Regions from separate parts of the Zea mays genome. Here region 1 is linked to region 2. A link is a contact called in public Hi-C data. All regions are on one chromosome and are shown on one strand. Each heading gives the region's core, a stretch centred on a gene start, on an enhancer-like site or on the middle of the called end of the contact. The rest is flanking DNA. Distances are from core to core; before and after follow the strand shown. Region 1 holds the start of LOC100502077 (RING-H2 finger protein ATL66). Region 2 holds the start of LOC100279304 (ammonium transporter 2).

Region 1 (6,609 bases), core at 2,865-5,364, 320 kb after region 2:
GTCGCCTCCCCACTTCGATCAGTAAGTAGCTCGTTAAGTGCCTGCACATCCTGCCTCTCTGTAGGATCGTCTAGGATGAACGAAAAACCTGACCAGCCTAAGGGGTCCATCATCTCAATCCAAGGCAAGCCGGAGCAGATCCAATGCTGCTTCGTACTAAGGGCTTGTTCGGATTAAAGTGAATTGAGAGAGATTAGAGGGATCTCATCTTATTCAAATTTAGATAGAAGGGAATTTAATCTCTTCTAATCTTTATCAATCCATCCCTAACTGAGCAAGTATTAAAAGGTGAAATGACCCTGTCTGGCCACTTTCGGCTTTTGCCCTCCTGTGGATGAACAAGTTGTATCCTGTACCAGCGATAGCCGATAGATGAGGCGTTGCGTTGGTCTTGGTCCATATGATCTCATCAATCACCTGCCGTTGCCATGCATCCTCCCGGCACGCACTGACGCGACCCGTCAGGCCATCCACCGGGCTACTCTACTCAACGGGGGGCCATCATCGTGCAGCAGTGGCCAGACGCTATAGCTTTCACATCGGACATGCACTCACCGTCACATCTTTGGATCTGAAAGGCAAGATCAACGCGTCTCGTCGTCCATCTCCTCGTCAGCTGTGCACTGTGTGCTGGGACTGGGAGCAGAGATCCAGTGGGCCGCAAACCCGCAATCCGCATCCGCCCTCCCAATCCTCATCTCATCAGCCATCATGGATGGCCGGCCGCTAGCTGGGCGGTCAGCTAGCAGCAGGGCACAAGGCAGCAGCAGCAGCCGCCCAACAAAAGGACGACGGATCCACCGCCGGATCGCACAACGATCCGTCGATTGCCCAGTGTGGTGTGGTGTGGCAATGTGCACGCATGTGTGCTTTTGCAGGAGATAGAAGGTACGTACTACCTGCCTGCCTGCACGTACATCAACTGGGATGGCTGGGTAGTGGGTAGTGGTGCGATGCTGCCCAGGACACGGGCGCTTTTGCATGCATGCCCTGCTGGAACGAGCGCCGCTTTGAGCTTTCATCCGCCGCACCGCATGCATGGCCGCTTGCCGGATGCGGCATCGGCAGGGCCGCGTGCGCCTCGCCCTCGCGCACGAACGACCACCCGATCGACAGCCTGCAGTCCTCTATACACTACTACACAGGCAAGGCTCTCACCACCGGCAGTGTCCGGCGCTACTGCACTACACGACCATAAAAAGCACGGAAAGCGGCGTCCCATCTTGCCATGCCGCTGCAGGATATTTTCGCAAGTCACGGTGCCTGGGCTATACTATTAGTCCTTTCGCAGCGGCGTGCCCCTGTCGTTGTTAGCGTGAATAATTTATTGACGGGATAGGATTGATCCCGTGGGTGGCGTTGGCAAAAAGATATGGTGATTTCTGCCGCTAGTTGATATGGATGACCCGCACTCAGGCCTGGGCAGGAAGGGGTCCCATGGCGCGATCTATATTTTTCTCTGTGCCTTCAGCCTTATCATCTCTGTGAGCGCGAGCTAGCTATATGCCAGCGTTCGCTTCCACCTGCGCAGGGCCGTGCCTGAGGTAGGGCGGGAGGGGCGGCCGACCTGGGCCCCATCTCACAGGGGCCCCACAGCACACAAAGTCCAATAAGAATATAGGATAGAAACGGATATTATTTACTATATCAATATATTTTTGAGTTTGTTAGGAGAATGGATTGCTATCACAATATATTTGTTGCTTATCGAATATTATTTACTATACCAATAACTGTGGCATCAGCTGAAAGGAGCTTCTCAAAGCTTACGTTATTGAAGAATTATTTAAGGTTTGCAATGTCTCAAGAAAGGTTAGACGGGCTAGCAACTTTATGTATTGAGAAGAAATTATTAGATGATGTAAATATTGAAGCCATCATTGATGATTTTGCATCTAGAAATGTTAGAAGACATTTTTAAATTGATCTCTAAAATATATTTAAGGTAATAATCTTACTTATATTTTTTACTGCTAAAGTCTTTCTGTGGTACATCAAGTATAATTAGTTGATACTCCCTCCGTTTCTTTTTAGTTGTCGCTGGATAGTTCAATTTTGTACTATCCAGCGATAACTAAAACGAAACGGGGGAGTATATATAATAGTAAAAAATAGTTTTTATGGTGTTGGGGCCTACGTTTATAATCTTGTCCCGGGCCCCTCAAAAGTCAGGAACGGCCCTGCACCTGCGTCGCCAGACCATGCACACCGCGCGCGGTGGGTTGCACTTTTTTTTTTCTTTTGCACGCAGCGTCGCATGTCTCAGGCACGTACCAGGCGCGTACCATACGCGGTGGGTTCTCCGTAGCTCCTGCAGCCTTTGTTTTCCAGCAGTCGATGTCGATCCGGCCTGCCGTGGAAAGCCTTTGCCCAAAAAAATGCGTGTGCGTCAACTACTGGAACGCACAGATCGACAGACAACCACGCATGCATGCATTGCACGCACAGTTTGCATCAGCACGGAACTTGAAGAGCTTTCCTTTGTTTAATTTGGTGGTGTTGGTGTGTGTGCGCGCCACGGTAGACGTTCGGGGGCCGGGAACCATATATGCACGGATCGGAAGACCATGACGACGGACCACGTCTATCTATCTGCATTCGGCGGCAGGGTGGTTTATTGAGGGGTCCAGAGTGAGATTTATTAATGAAGACCCTAATACCATAAAAGCTATTTTTTATTATTATGTATCATAATAAAAAATGGAGTGGTTTAAAAAATAGGAGAAATTATTACCCCAAATATATTGTAGAGATCGCTTTAGAAAATGTTGTCTAGATGCAAAACCATCGATGATGGCTTCAATAAAATAAATTGATTTATGTAATTTGTTAAGCGTAATTACCTGTTAGAGAAATTGAAAAGAATGCATGTATATAAGTTATATGTCAGTTGTTATACACATGCTAGTATTGGTTTATCATTCATGGATTAATATTTAAGAAATAAATAATATGTTGTGCCCCTACAGCCCTGTGACATGTGGTGATGTTGTTTGCCTTGTTTGACAGCCTGCTGCCTACTACGCTGAGCTCTAGCATTTGTTGTGGCGCAAAACGTCTGATGCCTGAATTCTGATGATCGCGCGTGTGTGTGTGTGGAACTGCGAATGCGGCGTGCCCTAGCGTATTTACGTTCGTTACTTGGTTGTCTATTAGCTATCGCTAGACTAGGTCCTATATGCACTGGGACGGCCCCTAGGAAGTGGGGGCCCAGGCAAGGCAAGGCGTGGCCCTGTTCGGCGGCGGTGTATTGCATTCGTTGCCTTGTCGTATTAGACCCGTTTTGTAGGCACAACGGACAGCGACCTCGATCAAACGCCCGTCCACGTGTACATGTACATGTACACATGCCTACCTGTGCCGATTCACAGCTGGTCGAGTCAGCGGAGGTGGAGCCATGGAGGTCGGAATTGTTCGCCTGAATGCATTGACCGTGGTCCGGCCACGGCGGAACAGTCCTACATGCTAGTACAGTTTTACGCCTACAAGTCTACCGTGACTGTTACAGATCCAAACTCTAGCCTAACCAGCGACCGAATCTTTGGAGCTACATGCTGAGAACGAAGCCACGCACGAACCATGCCGGATACAGTCCAACGAGCCAGACAGAGACCCGACCGTCCCGTTCCGTCGGCACGCCGACTGCCGGACTGATGACTGCAGTCGGCATGGATACAATATTGTTGGAGCCAAAGTTTTAATTAATCTCTGTTATTCCCCGCTCAAATTCAAATCAAGTTCCAGAGATTCTTACCGTCCATTTAATTTAGCGCTCATTCGCTGTTGCCACTTTGCAATTTGGCCGTCAGTTTGGATCGAGGCTTTTGTTGGTTCATTACCCCACTGGCTGACGGCTCTGGCGCGCGCGGTAGCCTCCGCCCTCTCGCCAACCTTAAGGCCTTGTTCGGTTAATCCCGTTACCCATGGATTGTATGGGATTGGAAAAAATTAAGAAAGAGTTTGACTTAGTTGGGATTTAAACCCATCCAATCCCACTCAATCCATGTGGATTGGGAGCTAACCGAACAAGCCCTAAAAGTGACCGGACCGGGCGCTTTCAAATTTTATAACCACACCCCCATCGCACTTGCCACCCCCGCGACCGTGATCGCTCAGGCCGCGCCCGGTCGCCAGCCTCGGCGAACCACACGCCACCGCCCGCCTAGCTTGACCACACACGAGCGAGCGAGTAGCTACCGATCGACGACGCTCCTTCTGCTTCTCCCCGTCGTCGTCGTCGTCCCATGCACCTCTGCCACATATTGTGAGCGAGCGGCAGCGGTGTGTGCCGAACAATGGCAGCGCAGGAGGCCGCAGCAGGCGGCGGGAGCCCGCAGGTGGTGATGCGGTGGCGGTACGGGGACGTGGGCGACAGCAACTTCGCGGTGCACGGGCGCGCGGTGCCGCTGCTGGTGGGGCTGCTGTGCGCCGTCGTCTTCTTCGTCGCGCTGTGCCTGTACCTCCGCTGGAGGTGCCACCGCCGCCACGCGCCCGACGACCCGGAGGCGGACGCCAGCTCCCCGTCGTCGGCCGCAGCGCCGTCGCTCCCCGGCCTCGACGCCGACGCCATCCGAGGGCTGCCCGTGACGCTGTACCGCCCGCCCGCGTCGCCGCGCCTCCGAGGGGAGGCCGGCGACGACGACCCGGCGGCGGCGCTGTGCTCCATCTGCATCAGCGCGCTGCTGGCCGGCGAGAAGGTGAAGGTGCTCCCGCCGTGCGGCCACTGCTTCCACCCGGACTGCGTCGACGCCTGGCTCCGGTCCCAGCCCAGCTGCCCGCTCTGCCGGTGCCTCCTCGCCGCCGCCGCCGCCAAGGACGCCGTCTGAGTGCCAACGCCAGGCGCTTCGATCGTCGCATGACAAGCGGGCCCAGCTACCAGCGTCCCTCGACACCCGCGGGCTTTTAAATCAGCGCACTAGTTAATGATAGCGGCCGCCAAGACCGCGTCAGATCTACTCGTTGTGAGTGCGTTTGTAAAGACTAAAGAAGCCTTGGTTTATTAGGGCCTGATCACCAATGGCGTGGCGTGGCGTGCCGCTGCCCTCCGAGTCCGACGAGTTGTTTGGAGGCAGGCGTGGGGTCGGTCACCTGACCAAATCAGCCGGGCGGGGGGTTTCTCTGTGGCGCAAGGCTCTCCACTCACCAGTGCAAGAGAAAAGTGGTGTAAGCTGTACATAGCTTTTGAGTATTTATAACCAGAGAGAATTTTAAGGTACGATGTGGTGCTTCAGGTCGAATCTACTACTATGTTTTAGCGTAAAGTTCTCTAGTACCGGTGTATTACTACTACTACACGATGATTATGTTATGCCCATGTGTTTATTTTCGATTCCACAGAGCACAGCACTTCCGTAGAAGTGGCATTTGCAAATATCTCTGCCCTACATGAACTAAATATATTGTTCCTATTGTTAAAGTCATATTAGTAGTACATCTAATTATGGTCTAGCGAGGTGGAGGGATGAACATGTTCTAGAAAAAAAAATACACTAGCATCAAGATTTCGTACTATCGATGGTGCTGTTCTTCTTTATTTAGGTCAAGGTTTAGGGGGTACTACAGCTACTACATTTTTTTTTAGTTGTGTATTCCTAATTCAAAAAATATCTCAAGCTAGCCAGAGGTCTGGACACAATTGAGTAAGTTGTTTGATTGAGATGTTTTCTTTTTCTTTCTTTCTTTTCCGACAAAAGCACAGCTGGGTAAAGTCTAAAGAAGAGCATAACTGGAAGGCCACAAACAACACAAGCGAAATAAAATCTAAAGGCCACAACTCGGCAAACTACTAGCAGCGCAGCGCACAATGGACGTCGGAGATTGCGGCACCCTGGAAACAAACTGGCCTTGGAACTGTTCTTCTTCAAACACTCTTCAGGGTCAGAGAGAGGAAAACCTGAAAAAGGTAGGCATGAGCGCCAATTTGAGAACGACTCAAGTACGCTTTCCACTGGGAGGAGCTCCTATTGTAATCCGATTCCAATCAATGGTATCTTTGATGAAGCGTGCCACCAATATCAACATGGTTTGTACATACTAGTATTTCAATATGCCATCATAAACATATATCTGAAGCCACCAATGCAAACCTCGCGTCTACGCATATTTTAAAAGTTAGAGATTTGCCATCAGCATCTTCTCCACTGCTGTACTTTTCCCCCCCCTCCTATTCTAGTATAAGATTTTAGAAGAATTTCGAGGTTATTGATTTTGACAAAATTGTTTTGCCTACAACAAAGTGAAACAGGAGGCTAGCGCTTAGGCTATTCACAATGGAGGTTTCATGGGGTGTTTCATGTATTAATTAGTCTGCCACATCAGCTATTTTGATGACATGTCACATCATTTAAGAAGGAAGAGTTTCATGGAGTTTCATAGGGATAAAACCATGTTAACTCGTTTCCAAGATCTTGGAAACTGTGTGAAACCTCCACTGAGAGTGTTTTGTTTCATCTTCATATAATTGAGTAAATCCTATTGGTTATTCATATGCAGCATTTAAGAAGTATGTTGACATATGAAATAGTGAGATGAAACTCTCTATTGAGAGAGGGTATTTCATTCATCCATAAATCTGATGTGTCATTTTTGGAAACAGTGACATGAAATCCC
Region 2 (6,892 bases), core at 3,648-6,147:
GATATATTGTGACGCCTTAGTTAGGAAACTAAATATGTCCTAATCCGACTGCGGCTGCGATTTTTATAGTATTTTATCTCTATGTATTACAGCTTGCAGTAATCTGAACAGCTGTAGCAATTCGAACAGGTTGCGTAACCAGTTGAGGTTCAAATAAGCCGCTGTCTCATTTAGATGTCCTGAGTTCATACGAGCGCAACAAATTAATCTCAGCTCACGGGGCCGTCTTGGTTTGTCATGCCGGCAAGACCATAAGCATGGATGCCAAGTGTATATAATCTATCTATTTCCATGAAACTGCGTAGGCCTTTCGGCTTTAGAAGTCCGTACACTTGTTCGCTGTCCAATTCCGTAGAAGTGTAGATCAACGCAACGTGGCTATATAGTCTAGAAGTCGTGTATATATGTGTATGTTCACTAGTCACTGTCAACAGCGACCTCGACAAGTATACAGTTACACACAAGGGAAGCAGCAGATTCCGAGAAGGCACGGTGCTCACTGCAAGTACTAAGACTATCCGCACTCGTGGAACCCTAAATTTCTACTCTAAAAGAAATATTTCATCCTGGTCAGCGAGATTCTCTACTCTATCCTATAATACTCCGCGTTCATATTCACCCTAAATATCTACCCTATACCAACTACTCCATATTCTATCATTTTTCCTTACACTTTTTTATCCTCACCCTATTAATGCCAGCCAATTGGAGGAGGAGAGAGAATTTTCAGTAGGAGAAAATGGTACGCTACATGTGAGGTTTTCGTTGCCAACCGTATGTTTCCAGTGGGCTTTACAGTTCACCGCTGCAGGATTTTTTTACTGCAAACGTTACTCGATCTGAGTAGGGAGGCATTTACGGTCCGTCTCTCTGCGCATAGCCTAATAAGTTCGCAAAAACTCCGTCACCTTCTTACGTCAGCCGCATGCATGGCCGGCCATAGGCGCATTATAAAAATATATTAGCGTGTTACAAGTCTATGACCTATATTTATAGACCTATATATATTTATAGCACTGGATCACAATAAAAATTTATATCGGTTATAACCATCATATAAGGTTTATCTCTAAGCTTTTCATCTATAAGCCCATTTAGATTACTATCTATGCAAGTTAAGATTATGCTGAAAATTTTTATATAACCGAGCTTCTGTAAAGCCATCAACTACCTAATATTTAGATGATATCGACTGAACTTCAATCGTCTAGTGTGATGCTCTCTTTTTGATAAAATTATATCAATCTTTATAGGGGCAAAAGCGTTAGTGTCCATGTTTTAGGGTGTCTGCAGATTTGTTCCTATTTTTTTAGACTTTGCGTACTTGCCCCTGTTTCTTCAAACAAGTTGTTATATGCCTCCTACTCCGTTTGTTGTATTTATCGGTGTTAATTCTTGATAAAAAACATAAGGGACAATTGCACCATTGCCCCTGTTTTATTGTGTAATTCTATTTTTGCCCTATTTTTTTTAGACTTTAGTGTTTTTATGACTTCAATTGCAAGCCCCTTACACGATTCTAGTTGCTATCTCTCTAGTTGATTTCACTCAAGCACACAAAATAGCAACTACTTAAACGCAATAGAGTGCTAACAAAGACAACTACTAACGAATTTGATCTTCTTCAATTTAACTCAAGCAACTGTCACAAGAGACAATAGAATTATTCACAACACCCCCATATTTTTCTAATCATAAATTTTAAGTGTAAACACATCCTCTTTTTCCAATAATCGTAATTTGTACCAGTCAAATGTGGAGGTTTGACTACATGGTTAATAGCCATATTTTTCATCATAGAATGTTAAGCCTAGAAACAATAGTGTCCTTGCTCTTGTATCAATTCATAGGACCTAGATGGCTAAAGTGGGGTTAATAGCCTATAAAAACTATTCTACAAAAACTTACAATTACAACTAGATCTAAGATGTTTTAATATATGAAAGTGTTTACTTGCTCTAAATCCAATCTACTCTAGGTTATCTCTAATTAAACTAGTAGCTTGTAAAAGAATTATACGAAGAAGATAAGCTACTCACTAAGATAGAGATAAAGCTTACAAAGTATACAAACTAGCTGAACTAATATAATACAATAAGAGCGTGTAATTCCAATACTAGTTTAGAGTGCAAATCACACGTGGCATGAGATGACAAATTTTTATCCATAAGGTTTGGTTGTCTGCTGGCAACCTACGTCCTTGTTATGGAGAGTCCAAGCTACACGATTCACACGCTAATTAGCATTACAAGCTTCAAGAGGTGTATGCAAGTGTTAGTGATCAAGGGATGCTATCCAAGGCTGGCCATAGGGTCTATTTATAGCCTTATAAGGGAATCTAACTGTTACCTTTCAAAAAACTAAACTCGGGGTTACTGAACATGTTTGGTGCACCACCAGGTACTACACGAGACATAAGAAATGTCCATCTAATGTCTATATGTCAAAATACTATAAACTAGCCATTAATTGTGTAAAGTGTCTGTTGCAGTCACCGAACAAGTCATCGTGTTCGGTGAGTATAAGCTGAAATGTACACTTCTATATGCTGTTTGAGTGTCCTATCTGATGTGGTATTCAATGCCACACTAGACACATCTGATGCCTTATAGAGCCGAAGTGTGTGTTTGACACTCTCCGAGTTCTTTGTTTAGTGGGCCATTCGATGCCTCACTAGACATGTCTGATGCACCCTATCCAGTGCACACTAGACACCATGGTGCTCGCTTGAGAACTATGAAGTGAAAAGAGGATGAAGACAAATCCGATGCCATGTTCGGTGCCTCACTAGACATGTTTGGTGCACTCTAAAAATCTATACCAAAGCATTTCCTTCTCTCTTCCTAATGTGCTAGCTCTCAAATGTTTTGCCAAATATGTTAGAACCTAGATAGAGTTTCCAAAGTATTTTCAATAAAATACTTTTGCTCGCTCTCATGTGTGTCACTTAGGCCTATATGCAATGCGTATTATCCAACACCTAGTGGCACTAGATGACTGAGCTGTCCACTTAGACTCTCCTCTCAATAGTACGTCCATCTTCTAAATCCGATCATGCACTCTATTGCATCTTGATTGATAAAACAAAATGTTCTAGCTTATACATTTTCCTTGAGCTCTTACATCTTGCCTTTTTCTTCCTCTTTCCATGTTGAACACTTGATCGTTCTTTATGGCTATCACCATCCTTTTCATGGTTACCAATCATGCTCAACCTTTGGATGTGGACTTTAATCTATCTCATTCACAATTCTTAGAGTAGAGGTTAGTCCAGTAGTTGTCTCAATTACCAAAACCATACATTTTTTCAACCTGTCTAGTGCAGTAGGTAGGTGTGCACTAGACATATTTGGTGCCCCTCTGAAAATTAAGTGGAGGGGCAATGACTAGTTTCTTGCCTTGGGGCTATATACACCTATTCATATCATTCATTTGAACTCTCTTACCCATTTATTTAGCTGAAGAAATCTATTAAAGTGAAAGGGAGAAACTTTACCTAATGAGGTAATTGAGATTTGATAATCACGAGATTAGTGGCCTCATTGGTGCATTGAGAGTAGCAAGTGTGCATCAACCTTTCTAAGTAGCATTTGTTGGGTCAAGTGAGAGTTTGTACTTGTTACTCTAGGTGATCGACACCATCTAGACGATTTGGTGGTGATAAGAAGTTTGGTGATCACCTGGTAGAGATTGTGGGTGACCCAACTCAAGGTGTAAATGGTTGTCGATAATTCACCATGTTGGAGCGGTGAAGAATCATCGGGGAGCACCATCATTGCATCGGTGCTTCAACAAGGACTAGTAGGTAGCAACGACTCTCTGATACCTCTACAAAACACCATTATTTCTGACCCTTCTTTACTTTGAGCATTTATATTTGAGTAATTCATTTCTTGTCTTAATATTACTAAAAAATGTCATGATATAATAGGGTTGGAACCCTTCTTTACGCTAAATACTCACATTAGAGATATAATTAAATTACTATATATATAACAATTTTTTTACAGCGAGAGGTTCCTTTCTAAGTCAATATCCAGCATTGTCCTCTATATCCCTTCTTTAGACTATCTCTAGCAGTTTATCTATCCCCATCCACATATTTAAACTCCACTCTACAAACAGTAAAGTCTAAAGGGCAAAACCGGATTTTGGATGATTATATAGGTGAATTGCTGAATACGGTCTTATAGTCTACTTTAAAAGATTCTCTCTTCTATATATGATTTCTCTCTAATAGCGTCCTCCTTATCTCTTCTTCTATACGTTAAATACTCATATTAGAGATATATTTTGTTCTATATTTTATATATACAGATTTGTTATACCATCAAATGTTTTATTTTGCTTAATCTATTATTTAAGTTAAAAATAAATATAGAGAACAGAGATAATTTTTATATATAGAGGACCGAGAAACATTTAGAGAACGTTTTAGAAAACGCTACTTGAAGTATATAGAATATTTTTTTTCTCCGTATATAAGCTATCGACCCTTTTGCCGTGCGCTGCTCGAGTCTGCCTAACCTCGTTTCATTACCTTTACATTCCGTGCTCCACGTGCCTTCCGTTTTAGGTTTGATTCGTCGACTTGAATCTCCTCTAGCTCTAGTATATATTAACAAGCATAGAAATGACAAGATGGCCATACTACTAAAAACAATTCAAGTCGCTATATGGAATGGAACGACCATGTTCTTGTCATCTCTTCAGAACAGTCTGAAGGCGTCTGTGGCGGCAGAAGGGAAAGAATGGAAAAGCGCTCTACGCAACACGCCGCATACCGTGTGCCATTCGTGACAGCGACAGACTTTCGTGTTTGTGTGTCTCTTCGGCTCGCAATCCCATTGGTCGCTTCATGCCGCTCACGAACTCCCCTCCGAGCCCGGCCGTCCAATTATGATCCACTTGGTTAACTAGCATAATTAATCGCAGATGAAGCAGCAGTTCATGAAGGCAGGAAGCAGCTAAATCACCCATATAAATGGTCGCGCGCGCTAGCATAGCATAGTAGCGATAGCCACCACCGATCGAAGCATGATGGCGGCGTCGGGCGCGTACGCGGCGCAACTCCCGGCGGTGCCGGAGTGGCTGAACAAGGGCGACAACGCGTGGCAGCTGACGGCGGCGACGCTGGTGGGCATCCAGTCGATGCCGGGGCTGGTGGTGCTGTACGGCAGCATCGTGAAGAAGAAGTGGGCGGTGAACTCGGCGTTCATGGCGCTGTACGCCTACGCGTCGTCGCTGCTGGTGTGGGTGCTGGCGGGGTTCCGCATGGCGTTCGGGGAGCGGCTGCTCCCGTTCTGGGGCAAGGCCGGGGTGGCGCTCTCCCAGGGCTACCTGGTCCGGCGCGCCTCGCTCTCGGCGACCGCGCACGGGGCCACGCCCCGCACCGAGCCCCTGTACCCGGAGGCGACGCTGGTGCTGTTCCAGTTCGAGTTCGCCGCCATCACGCTGGTGCTCCTGGCCGGCTCCGTGCTTGGCCGCATGAACATCAAGGCCTGGATGGCCTTCACCCCGCTCTGGCTCCTCTTCTCCTACACCGTCGGCGCCTTCAGCATCTGGGGCGGCGGCTTCCTCTACCACTGGGGCGTCATCGACTACTCCGGCGGATACGTCATCCACCTCTCCTCCGGCATCGCCGGCTTCACCGCCGCATACTGGGTACGTTTCTTGCGCCTAACAAATAGCCAGATCCCATCCAAACACGCTGCGATCGATCCCAATTCCCCATCCCACGTCGGTGACGTCACTCTGTTCCGGCGGCTCGGGTTTGGGTAACGTGTTTGGTAGGTCGTACAGTAGGTGTGGACTGTGTAGTACTAGACATTATTCAGTATAGACAGTGGGAATGCACGCACTGCCTGCATCACAGCACAATAATAGAACCATCAGCAAGCAGCGTGTGTCTAGACTAGATTCAAAGTCAGAAATTAATGCGTCCGGCTGCAGATAGGAGTATTCTTTTTCCCCCGCCCCGTTTGACAACCATGGTGTGGTGGCTGCGCGCCAGAAAAGCTAACAACTTTAACCGACGGTGGCCGTTGATTTGAAATTTTTGTGTGTTTCCGACAGGTGGGCCCGAGGCTGAAGAGCGACCGGGAGCGCTTCTCCCCGAACAACATCCTGCTGATGATCGCGGGCGGCGGGCTGCTGTGGATGGGCTGGGCCGGGTTCAACGGCGGCGCGCCCTACGCCGCCAACATCGCGGCGTCCGTGGCCGTGCTCAACACCAACGTCTCCGCCGCCACCAGCCTCCTCACCTGGACCTGCCTCGACGTCATCTTCTTCGGCAAGCCGTCCGTGATCGGCGCCGTGCAGGGCATGATGACGGGGCTCGTCTGCATCACCCCCGGAGCAGGTAAAAAAGAACCACCGGTCTCCCCCTCCCGTACGGCCTTTAATTTTCCCTCTCCGTACCGTACGTCCCAGAAACTTAATATTTTCATTTCACGGGTCGCGTCCTCTGCCCCGTGTGTGATGACTGATGAGACGACATTCTGCTGCTGATTGGGCTTCTTCACCAGCCGTCTGGGTGGGTTGTTGTTGGAGCATCCGGCATTTGGCTGTACCTGTATTATGCCTGAATCAGGCTTTGTTTCAACGTCAAGCGATCAGAACGGATCAGGAAAAAAAAAAGAAATTAATGCAGAGTCAAAAGAGGACGGTGGAAAAAAACGGGCAACCGGCAGCCAATCGCGGGCATGTCAGGCTGGAACGAAAGCGAAGTCCGTATAGCGTCACGACGTAACAGCCTAACAGGGGTTCTGAATCTGTTCTGAGTGCGGCTGCTACAGTAACGAGCGTTGTTATAAACCAGTTGGTGTAGGAAGATTAGTGGCACCACGTAGTAGTAGCGGTCAACGGTGTACCACTGGGAAATTGTTCTCTC

The links. Hi-C and Micro-C count contacts between places; a contact is called where the count stands out from the background.
Region 1: a contact with region 2 is called in a Hi-C map of ear, with 1.7 times the contacts expected there. The contact joins the promoter of LOC100502077 here to the promoter of LOC100279304 in region 2. A contact is called at or near these places in 3 of 25 Hi-C or Micro-C datasets (ear, leaf and tassel).

What each region holds. Positions count from the first base shown.
Region 1 is chr6:163,998,659-164,005,267 of Zm-B73-REFERENCE-NAM-5.0, forward strand. LOC100502077 (RING-H2 finger protein ATL66) reads left to right here and starts at 4,115. Exons shown (of 1, transcript NM_001196612.1): 1 at 4,115-4,928. The coding sequence starts at 4,296. The coding sequence ends at 4,826.
Region 2 is chr6:163,675,972-163,682,863 of Zm-B73-REFERENCE-NAM-5.0, forward strand. It overlaps LOC100279304 (ammonium transporter 2), which reads left to right and starts at 4,898. Exons shown (of 3, transcript NM_001152325.2): 1 at 4,898-5,664; 2 at 6,076-6,361. The coding sequence starts at 5,038.